Linked DNA regions of Mus musculus: region 1 is linked to region 2. The links are chromatin contacts, called in public Hi-C maps. All regions are on one chromosome and are shown on one strand. Each heading gives the region's core, a stretch centred on a gene start, on an enhancer-like site or on the middle of the called end of the contact. The rest is flanking DNA. Distances are from core to core; before and after follow the strand shown.

Region 1 (5,462 bases), core at 832-3,331, 230 kb after region 2:
GTGGCCTGTCAATGACCAAAATTTTCTTACACAACACATGATAATAAACCATGGATGACTTCCTGGGTCTCAGTGTGGTATGCCTACACGAAGTAGCTAATCTACAGGGGTTAGTATGGAGGTGGTGTGACTTCTCTGGATCAGTGAGTCCTTTCCAGGAAAAACATTCAAGTATATATAGGGCAAGTTCCACAACAACTGAGATTAGACCCAAGTCTTCAAAAATAAAATACAGAATAGACTGAGTTTACACTCTGCGGCAGAGAGGTGCTCTCGGGATGCTGGATGCTGCATCATTTATACAGCTTTTATGTCTTTCTCCAATGCTGGTATTTGGCTATTTATGTGGTAGGATACTGTTAGTCAATCTCCATTCCTTGACAAAGTACTGGGGAAAATCAATTTAAAAGGAAGAAATATTTATTTTGGTTAATAGCCTTTAAGCTTCATTTTATTTTAAATTGTGTGTATATTTGCAACTGTGTGCAGGTGTACGCATGAGAATGTAGCCAAAGGAAGCTGAAGGCATTAAATCCCTCCCCCCCCCCCCAGTCCCTGGAGTTGCAATTACAGGCAGTTGTGAATCACTCACTGTTGCTAAGAACCAAACTCACATCTTCTGCAAGAGTAGTTTGTGCTCTTAACTGTGGAGTCGTCTCTGCAGCCCTCGCTCAGTGGTGGACGTGCCAGTCCATGGTCACTTCGCCCTTTTGTCCATCATGACAGGGGCTCATGAAAGGGCTTGCTCAGCCCAGGGGATGTGGGCTTGAGGAGTGGCATCACGCTGGGAGCTAGTCCCCAGTGACCTCACTCCACCGTCCAAAGTGCCAGGAGCTTCTGACCAAGCCTTTACCACATACCACAAGCCTTTAGATCCAAAATCATGGGGGCTTAGTGGTTAAGAGCGTTGTCTGCTCTTTAAGAGAACCCGGGTTCAATTTCCTGCATGGCAGCTCACCACTGTCTGTAACTTCAGTTCCAGGGGATCTGACACACTCACACTTGAATATACGCACGCAGAACATCAATGCACAATAAAAAACAAAACAAAACCAAAGTTATAACAAATGTCTGGCTTTAGTCAATTTCTTTACTATAAAATACAATTTAAAGTGTATTTTTAAATACAATTTTAGCACTATGGTAATTTTGCTATGAAAAGTAAATTCTACCTTGCGGGAAAGAGAAAATTCCTCATAACCATCAAGTAGTTTATTCACATGTTAGAACGGGTGAGCCAGTGAAAATCCTAGAGGAAAAAAAGACAGCATTGAGGCAGAAGCAATGGCCACATTACACTGTATCCTCACTGTAATCACTTTAAGGACTATACAATATATAGAAGAACTATACAATGGTGGTGAAAGAAGGTTTGTGTTTGGTCTAGTCAAAAAGAGCTGAAAAGTAATTAGTGAGACCAGTTCACTAAGACTGCCTTCCCCACTAGGCCCAGACGCAGGTTACTAGAGAGACTTAGATATTCCTGCAGAAAGCGGGAAGCAGCCAGCCACTGTGACTCAATGGTGAACACTGACAGACAAACATTCAATAAAAGAATAACAGCTTGGAGATGAAACTATGTTAGAATCCCATTGGAACAAAGATAAAAAATGTTAAAGTATTTCATATAGGGATAATCCTACAGAATTACAAATGGCAGTGATAATTTCTACTTCTCCAAAATATGCAAATGCAGTTCATAGGAAGCTGTAGATCAGATGTTGAAGCAGATATTTAAGGGACTGGGAGGATCCCTGCCAATGCCACCGCTCGTTCCCTCCCGACCTACTCTGTCTGTCTGCATGGCTGGCAGGTGCTATGCTGAGCATCTTTTCTCTGCTCTCATGTAAATTCCGAGGTCTCCCATGTCTGCCTGTACACAAGCAGACTCTCAGCAGAATTCTATATATCTGACAGTTTCCAAATTCGTTGCTGTATATTTTATTGATTGCTCAAGTATCTGCTCATAAGAACCAAGAGAGAGGGACTAGAAAGATGGCTTTGTGGACAAAGTGCTTGCTGGCAAGCATAAGGATTGGGGTTCAGACTCCTGGCACCCCAATATAAACACATGTGACCTCAGAGCTTGGGAGGGGAAGTTGAGGTTCCCTCTGGGGTGAGTTCTGGGTTTAGGAAGAGATCCTGGCTCAGTAAATGAGAAAGTGAAAGACAATTGAGGCAGACATCTGATTTCAGCTTCTGGCTTACGTACTCACTGCACACATGTTCACCCACATATGTGAACACACGTGCTCATAGACCACATATATACACACATGCTGGGGCGGGGACGAATAATTGAGTAGATTTCCGCTCTGAAGAGTAGACTCATGGAAGACAGGTATGTAAGCACAAGCAGGCAGAAGGTCCACAGTACACAGATTAAAAATGAAAATCAGCGTACTCTAAGATGGAAGGCGACATCACATGGCACACTTTGACATTTATCTCACTACTGTGGCTACTGCATCAATACCCATTAGAGGTTACAGGGACTAAGTTGACTGCAATTGCATAGATCCATTGGCTGCACACACCACTGGCTGCACACACCACTGGCTGCACTCACCACTGGCTGCACTCACCACTGGCTGCACACACCACTGGCTGCACTCACCACTGGCTGCACTCACCACTGGCTGCACTCACCACTGGCTGCACATATCACTGGCTGCACTCACCACTGGCTGCACTCACCACTGGCTGCACTCACCACTGGCTGCACTCACCACTGGCTGCACTCACCACTGGCTGCACTCACCACTGGCTGCACACACCACTGGCTGCACTCACCACTGGCTGCACACACCACTGGCTGCACACACCACTGGCTGCAGATTCATCTACACAGTGCTCACTGTACTTGGTTTTCCTACAGCTCCTCCAACTGGCCGGCTGCCTCTTGACACAGAGCCCTGGACCCCTTTCCACCCCATCTCTGCTAAGTCATCACTGATTGCAGTTCAAGCACTACTACCAATGAGATTTCCTATAACAACAATGTGTTTCTTCACTTATAGCTGGTCACCGTGCTCTGTCATGTAGCACGGAGTTGTGAGGTAGCCTACTGTCCACGTCCCCTGCTACTGTAAGCTCTGTGGGATGAGGACAGCCTAGGTTTGCTTACCCCTTACTCAAAACAACACACATAGCAACATCTCAACAAATATTTAGTTGAATAAGCAAACAAAGCTGCCAAACTCAGACACAGACTTAGGCGGAACTCTGGACTGTGGTGGGCTCGCCTTTCAGGAAGGAGTCCTGAGAGAATATACATTCTTGTCCTCTGTTTAGCAACGGAACCTACCTGGGCCTTGCGCGTACTTTGTGGCTCAATCATAATGTTGAGAAGGCAGGGTTTACTTGTGTCTTGCAGAGCCTGCCTCAGCGAGTGTTGGAGCTCTTCTGGTGTTCGTACAAAATACCCTTTGCCTCCAAATGCAGTCATGACCTGCTCATAATGCGAGTTTGGCAAGAGGCACATTGGAGGGACACTGAAAAGCAAGTTGTAAGACGGCAAAATTAAAAATCTTTAAGCTTCTAGAAACAAAGAATCTCCCAAGATTATCTGCAAAAAATTGAAGCTGACCCACGAGGCATACTTTTTCTTTTTCCAGCACAGCTCTGTCTAGCAGCAGTACGTAACACAAATGTCCTGGTTCCCATCCTTCCTCTGCTCCACCTCAGGAGTTTCAGGCACCTTGGGTGAGCTAGCTGAACTCCAGGCCTCTTATTACTAAAGAAACTGCAGCTCTATCAGCCAGTGACAATAGCCTCAACAGTCAATGCAACAATAACCGACAGTTTACTGCCCGGCTAGTGAGGGCAGGTACCACCATTCTTTTTTTTTGTTTTTTGTTTTTTGGTTTTTTGGGACAGGGTTTCTCTGTGTAGCCCTGGCTGTCCTGGAACTCACTCTGTAGACCAGACTGGCCTAGAACTCAGAAATACGCCTGCCTCTGTCTCCCAAGTGCTAGGATTAAAGGCGTGCGCCACTATGCCCGGCCCTCATAGATTTTTTTTTTAAATATAGTTCTTTTCATCTTTAGAGCAAAACCAACCAACCAAACCAAACCAAACCAAACCAAACCAACAATCAGTTGGCCACTGGACTCTAGCCTTAAAGACAATACCCAACAACTTTAGGACAGCACTTTAAACAGCCATCTGCATTGTAACTGTTGGATGTGAGTATACCCTTCAATGTGAAAGTCTTTAACTTTGCAGTCATTAACTGTCTCAACTTTTTGAAGGAGTTTCAGCTTTGCGAAGGCTTTGGTTCCATGACCCGAACTTGTCAGTGGCTCCATGAGATTCAGACAGATATGTGCATTTCTCAAAGTGTGTACTGAGTCACCTGGCTGCAGGCTGTGGTGTGGTGTGTGTGGTCATTCATGAAAGTCATCAGGGTACTAACTGGCAATGTTATAGAGCAGTCTGGCCCATGTTTCTTTTTTTTTAATTTATTATTGTATGTATATGAATATACTGTAGCTGTCTTCAGACACACCAGAATAGGGCACCAGATCCCATCACAGATGTCTGTAAGCCACCATATGGTTGCTGGGAATTGAACTTGAGACCTCTGGAAGAGCAGTCAATGCTCTTAACCACTGACCCATCTCTCCAGCTGCTGGCCCATGTTTCTTGCCCTCTGGTACAGCTGGCTATTCGCCACACAAAATCAGCAGAGGGCACGGTGTGGAGATAGTGCCATCAAAGCCGAGATGTCAGTACATGAAAATGCATCCCCCCTCCTTACTTTTGCTTGTTTTGGGTCAGGGCCTTGCTATGTAGCAGAGTAACCTAGAACTCAGTACATAGCTCAGGCTGGTGGCCTCAACTCTGAATCCTCCTGCCTCAGCCCATATTTTCTACTGAATCTTTGTGTGTGTGTTTGTGATGGAGCCTTGACGTATCTTGGACTCGTCAGCTTGAGTGGTCCTCTTGCCTCAGCCTCCAGAAAGAGTCGGTAGACAACACGTGTGTGTTAGTACATGTTGCTTCTTGTATTTTTATTGATTATATTGCAATGTCTAAGAGAACTTTCTGTAATGACAGAGGTGACTTACAGTATGCTGGCCACACATTACCTGTTAGTATGAGTACTTGAAATTTAACTAAACCAAGAAACTGGATTTTTTAAAAATATTTTTGCATTGATTGATTGAGACAGGGTTTTTCTGTGTAGCCCTGACTGTCCTAGAACTCACTCTGTAGACCAGGCTGGCTAGTCTCAAACTCAGAGATCCACCTGCTTCTGCTTCTCAAGCACTGGGATTAAAGACGGGTGCCAACATGCTTGGCAACAAAGGATTTACTTTTATTTTATACATATGGGTGTTATACTGGCATGTTATCTGGGTACCGCTTGTGTGCAGTGCACAAGGAAGCCAGAAGAGGGCGTCAGATCATCTGCCACGGAGCCATCAACTCTCAACAACTTCTTAGCTTAAGATGAG
Region 2 (5,979 bases), core at 57-2,556:
TCCTGCAGAGATACAAAGATTGCCAAATGGGGGTGGTCAGTTTCAAGAGTTCCATAGGCACCAGCATCGGCCACCTGAGCCCTCTGCCATTCCTGCTGTCCACCATACATCTCAGAGGTTCTCCAGCACTGGGTGGCACACTACATGCACTCACTAATCTGTTCTTTAGAGATGAGATGTACCATTGTCATTTTGTAGCTAGGAAGCGAACCTCTCCAACAGGAACTTGCCGAGAGGATTGTTCTTAGGGGAGACATGGGACCTAAGTTCTGCTTGGTTGAAGTTGGCCAGGACTGTAGAAGTGCCCTTGAAAGTAATCTGAGTGATCCATCCCACTGTATGTTCTCAGGGCCCCTGAGACCTGGCAAAGGTATGGACAGTGCACAAGTTGAGCTGCAACCTACCTCGTTCAACCTCACATTCAGGGGAGGAGGCCCCACTGCATTCACTTCGAGGACCCAGTATTGGGAACATCATCCCAAATTCTGACAGGGACACAGGGCTAGGCAGATCCAGACTGCCAGGCCTTGCCACTGCAGGGAACTGATCAGGCATTTCAGACGGACTCGTCGGTCCCGAACTAAAGCTGGACACAGACTGGGTTTCCGAGTCATCTTCAGACACCAAGTTGCTGCAGTTGTCATCTTCAAAGGCTTCTGATGCCACTGTGATGAGAGAGGACATCAATCACATGGGATCTGCCAGGTAGTAGCCCAGTCCCTTAAATGCCTGCAGACATGCTCTCTGCTGGACATGCTCACACAACATGGAGTCTGCAGGACCTGCATCGCACCTGAACCTGTCTGACCAGCCTCCAGAACAGTTTGAAAGGAAGCGGCTTGTCCAGCATATACAAAGGCCTGAGTTCCATCCCCAGCGCCGAAGGAAAGGGGAAGGTAAATTCAGACTAGCCCTTTGTAATGTAGCCTATACTAGGCAGAAGGAAGACGGAAGCAGCAAGAGCTGCTGGAAGGAGGGGCAGGCCGGGGTGGGATGTCTGATAACTTCTGATCTCAACAGACACGCTACAAAGTACAGTGCTCCTTTCCAGTACTCTAACTGACTCTGAGTTTGTGGACAGAATAACCGAGGCTCAGAGACAGGCCATTCTTGTTTTCAAAGCCTCTTCAGCCTGCACTATCACTTTTAAGATCCTTCCCAGTTCCCATTGTGCCTGTGACTGTTTAAACATGGCCTAGCGTTCCAGAGTGGATTGATACAAGTGCTGTGCTAGGAAATGGGTCCAGATCTGAACTCATATCCTAACGCCACTGCTGACTGTGTGGCCTTGTAAGTCACTTGACTGCCCAGCTTCGGGATGCTCTGTGCACAGGATTAATGAGGTAATATGTAAAGTAACTCAGTACATAGGCATTGGTTACATTTTAGTTTCATTTCCCTTCAAACTGGCAATTCAGCATTTGTTGATGGCCTTTAACACTTGGTGGGGCCAGAGATGCTCTTCTAGAGGACCCAGGATTGATTTCCAGCACTTACATGGCAGCTAATAACTAATTCCACAAGACCCAGTGTCCTCTTCTGATAGCAGGCAATTATGTGGTATACATAGATTCATGTGGGAAAGATACAAATTATTTTTCTTAAATAATAGTAATAAGGAAAAGAAAAAAAAAGAGTTGCTGAGGAGGAAGCCTAAGCACACAGGAAAGGGAGAGCTATGAGGTAGTGTTCTTGTCAGTAGTTTTCTTGATTAACGGAAGCTAGGTCAATCCTATCATTTCTGCACAGGATATCCCTGAGCAGAGGAGACCCGTGTGCTCAGACCCTAGGGAGAGCTGCCAGGTATCTCCTCAGCACCCTGTGTAGCAGAGTAGACCCTCATGCAGCTGACACAGCAAACACATCAAGGCCCCTCTGTCCCCCATCATTGGTGAAATGGGAACTGAATCAAATCTGGATCCCAAGTCCCTATTACACCTTTCCTCAGAACTCCTTAAAGGCTTGAATGCTCTCCTGTGTACTTAGACTGCCTGAGACGGGGAGAGGTAGAACATTTCCCAATCTTACTGGACCACAGAACGCTAATACTCAGTAGCAATCAAATGAGCACAGCGTCCCACAATACATGAGAAACCACCAAAACAGCCTGTAGGCTGCCCAGCGCTCACATTCATCTGTGATGGGCAAAGAAAGCAGATCACACACACTGATCCCTGCTGGTCAGACTTACCAGAAATGGCGTCAGGCTCAGGTTTGCTTACAGGCAGGTTCTCCACTGAGGCGATGCTGCCCTCTGCCCCCACGCCACAGCCCCGGGGCCCCATGGCATTGGAACGCCGCCGCTCGTGTATCTCATCTGAGATCCTCTCCAGGCTCTTCAGGGCTGCCTTGTACTCGCCCTTTGCCAGGGCCAGCTTGGCCTGAAGGTCATCCACCGTCTTCTTCAGTTGCTGAATTGGAAGATGGGGGACTTGGTAAGCCAACGTGGCCCTGGATGTCCCCACTGATGGAGGGGGTGACACATGATTACAACACAAAAGAACTTCTTGACACACCCAAGATAATTGACTAGAGAAGGATCCAGTGACTTTCACTCATGGCTCCCCATTCAATGTGAAGAGCATCTCTTTCATCTCCACACCAGGCCATAAGACAGACGAGAATATGCAGATGGTCACTAATAGAATGCAGCCCTCATGGGAGGAATGGTAGACACATTAAGTCCTGCAGCCTCCTCACTTGGTTCCTGATAGAAGTTCCTGGCCCATATCTGAATCACTTGTAGGGTCATTTACAATGCAGATAGGTTCTGACATAGGGTGGGGAGCCTGGGTACTCTACCAGAATGTTCTTAGGGCAGCTTGTCTTGGGCACTCACACTGAGACCTAATAAAGGCTGGCACAATACAACAAGCAGTTGAGAGCGCGCAAATGCTGATAGCGCTGGACAACACGCAACACCCAAGACCATGTTGAGAACTGAAGTCTAGAACTATGTTTCTCCATTCTCCCCTCACAGCAGGACATTTAAGGCCTAGTACCACGTTAAAGTTGAATTTTGAATTTGAGGAGGGGTGGGGAACAAAATATTAGTGACAAATACAAGGTCACACATACCTCAAGCTGCACGTAGTACTTTGCCTTTAGCTCAAAATAAGGCCTGTAGAAGACAGAAAAAAATAAAAAAAACCCTGTAAGAATATGATCTCATGAATTCTAGATCCATCCATTACAGCTAGTCAGGCCATTCAGCATATAGGCCACCAGCAGAGCTGTTGGCTAATCCAAGGAAGCCCGTCTCAAGATTTTGGAAACTTTATTCCCTGGCTTGTTTTGCTCTGTAGGGTGGCTGCTTTGGCCTACTGGGGCTGAGAAACAGGCTGCTTAAAATACTCCCTCTGCTGAGACCAACTATGGAAGAAAGCAACGCCACTCCCTGACAGCTGGGCCTAGCAGGACCGCTGTTTCTTCAACTTCAAATCAGCCCTCCTGTACAGTAACCAAGGCTAGACAACTAGTAGACTAGGCTAGACAACTAGTAGACTAGGTTACAGGCAAGGAAAATGATAAGTGCCATGCACTCTGGGTCAGACAGAAGAACTGGTACTTTGTAGCAGCTTTGGTGTCTGAGCTGTTTCTCCTCCATCAAATTCCTAAGTCCTGCGTCTGTAATTGCTAATGGCAACACCTTGCAGGACCCCTCTGCTATGTAAGGAAAATCTGAAGCTTGGGCATAAGCTCCCTTTAGTGGCCAGCACTGGTGTACAGAATATGTGGTAGATGTATGAGATGTCCAGGTGAAAGATGTAAACATGGATGCCAAAGAGGGAGAACAGGGCAGAGTGTCATCAAAGCGACAGGAAGACAGAGTGAGCCCCCTGGAGCCCTGAAGTCATTCCATGGGGACAAGGAGTGGTATGTAGGCAGACAAGTGTCACCAAACAAAACAATAACATGGAAACGTTGGCAGAATGTGACCACAGAAAGTCTGTTTCCTTAACCTTGTTAGTGATGAGTGAGCATGGTGTGAGAGAAGTGGACAGAGGGCACCAGGGACGTTAAGGCTCCAGGTGCTCACACCAAACAAAGCAACCTGCAGAGCAGATGCAGACTACTACTGGGGGACAGCTCGCTGAGCAGGGAACTCCAGGGCCTACATAAAAGCACTTGCTCGACAGTCCCCCGTGGGAGTACATAAAAGGAGCAGCCGCAGAAGAGCCGGACTTACTTGGACTTGTTGATGGCTCGCTTGAGTTTCTTCTCCAGCTGGCGCATGCGACCCATGGCAGCGTTGTACCTGGCTGCCGTCTCCTTGTGTACTAGCTCACTCCTTGTCTTGGTCTGCTCGGCCTCCATGACCTTCCAAACAACAGCAGAGACAAGCCAGGTCAGGCCCAGAACAGCTCCTGACTTATACTGTGTACACTCATTTCATTTTAAAAAAGAAGTCCCTGAGTAAATCAATAGGAAGACAGATTAAATTTCAATAAAATAGGATCTGCTTTCTTCCTGATCTGTTCTGGAAAAGCCTGTCAGATAACAAACCCAAGGTGGCTATGACAGTGACTGGGAAAGAAAATAGAAGAAAAAAAAAAATCTTGAGAAAATTTTGAAATACTCAGATTCAACCTATACCTACTTTTTTTCTGCTCAGGCATGTAGAACTTGTGGGAGCCCTGGGGCCAGCCTGATGGACAAGCAAATGGCCAAAAAGCCCAAGAGCTACCTAACTAAAAGAACATCAAGACTAAAACAAGCATCAAAATTAGGCACAACAGCAGAAAAGCCAGCGGGGCAGTCTTTCCCCAAAGTCCTCAGATTAGCTAGGCACAGAAAAGCCCAGCATGCATAAGGGTCAGACTTTACATTTAAAACAAAGTTGTTCATATTAGAGGGTTGGTTTTGGTTTTGGTTTTGGTTTTCTCGAGATCGGGTTTCTCTGTATAGCCCTGGCTGTCCTGGAACTCACTTTGTAGACCAGGCTGGCTTCGAACTCAGAAATCTGCCTACCTCTGCCTCCCGAGTGCTGGGATTAAAGGCATGCGCCACCACCGCCTGGCTTTCATATTAGAGTTTGAAGTATGAAAAACACCACCATTAAGAGAAAGGTAGAGTTCTGGTGGGAATAGGGTGCTAATCCTATTGATAAAACAACAGCAAGAGGCCTGAGTGGCCCACACCAAGGAGAGATGTGGGACATGCTGGTCTTCCCTGGATGAATGCCTGGTCTGAGAGAGCCCACATGAACAACTACTTCCCCTGACTTCTACTTACAGCCACCCTGGGCTTCAGAATCAGGAACAGCAGAGAGGTTGGGCAAGGTCACGGGGTCAGTCTCTGTTAAGGGGGCGGGGGCAGAGGGGCTCAGTGGGCCATAGTCCTTGGTCCTGCTGTTAGAGACCTGCAGGACGACTTTAGAAAGGGCTATGGTGTGTGAAACTTGAGGGTAAAGAAGCACACAGGTATTGGCATCCTCTGACCTAGTCTATGAGACAAGCTGTGCACGAGCTGTGGATAGCAGAGCTGGAGGGGCCTGGGGCCTGCCTTTTGGATCCAGATTATGAAGCAGTCCCAGATGCCGGGCACTGAACTACAGAGTCTGATTTATACTCCTAGATGTTGGGACTTTGGTTTGACCCAACTGTTCCTCTACCCCTTTTTGAATAAAGTATTTAACTTGTTTTTGTTTGGTTGGGTTTATTTTATTTTATTTTACAAGAATAAAGTCAATCTTGGACCTCTATGCTGAAAGTTTTGACAATGGGACCCTGAAAATATCTTTTAGATATATTACTTTTATTTTATGTATTTGAGTGTTTCATCTGCATGTATGTCTGTGCACCACATGAGTGCCTGTAGCCTGCAGAAGTCAGAGGAGGGCGATGGATTCCCTGGAACTAGAGTTATAGGCAGCTGTAAGCTGGGTGATGCTGAGAATAGAACCTGGGTCCTATGGTCCTCTCTAACCTGCCGCTGGGCCATCTCTCTAACCTGCCGCTGGACTTTGAAATCCTTGAC

Evidence for each region. A called contact is a pair of places that touch in the nucleus more often than the background predicts.
Region 1: a contact with region 2 is called in a Hi-C map of bone marrow-derived macrophages, with 3 times the contacts expected there. The contact joins two enhancer-like sites. A contact is called at or near these places in 1 of 39 promoter capture datasets (the C10 cell line), 2 of 15 datasets of contacts at CTCF or cohesin (large pre-B cells and pro-B cells), 51 of 484 Hi-C or Micro-C datasets (the AML12 cell line, B cells, the Ba/F3 cell line and 36 more), 3 of 115 datasets of contacts at active chromatin or transcription factors (CD8 T cells, bone marrow-derived dendritic cells and large pre-B cells) and 3 of 9 other capture datasets (adipose tissue, embryonic stem cells and liver).

What each region holds. Positions count from the first base shown.
Region 1 is chr14:31,606,795-31,612,256 of GRCm38.p6, forward strand. Hacl1 (2-hydroxyacyl-CoA lyase 1) reads right to left here. Exons shown (of 17, transcript NM_019975.3): 16 at 3,308-3,494; 17 at 432-1,249. The coding sequence ends at 1,217. Among named protein-coding and RNA genes, the nearest start is that of Hacl1, 31 kb to the right of the region's middle. Within about 2 kb of position 2,082, at least 2 of the 459 cell types and tissues checked have an H3K27ac peak or open chromatin away from gene starts, as enhancers often do. A contact at or near this core is called in bone marrow-derived macrophages, where this site is marked.
Region 2 is chr14:31,375,200-31,381,178 of GRCm38.p6, forward strand. It overlaps Sh3bp5 (SH3-domain binding protein 5 (BTK-associated)), which reads right to left. Exons shown (of 9, transcript NM_011894.3): 5 at 4,190-4,320; 6 at 3,079-3,121; 7 at 2,192-2,411; 8 at 405-665; 9 at 1-2. Among named protein-coding and RNA genes, the nearest start is that of Capn7, 42 kb to the left of the region's middle. Within about 2 kb of position 1,307, at least 11 of the 459 cell types and tissues checked have an H3K27ac peak or open chromatin away from gene starts, as enhancers often do. A contact at or near this core is called in bone marrow-derived macrophages, where this site is marked.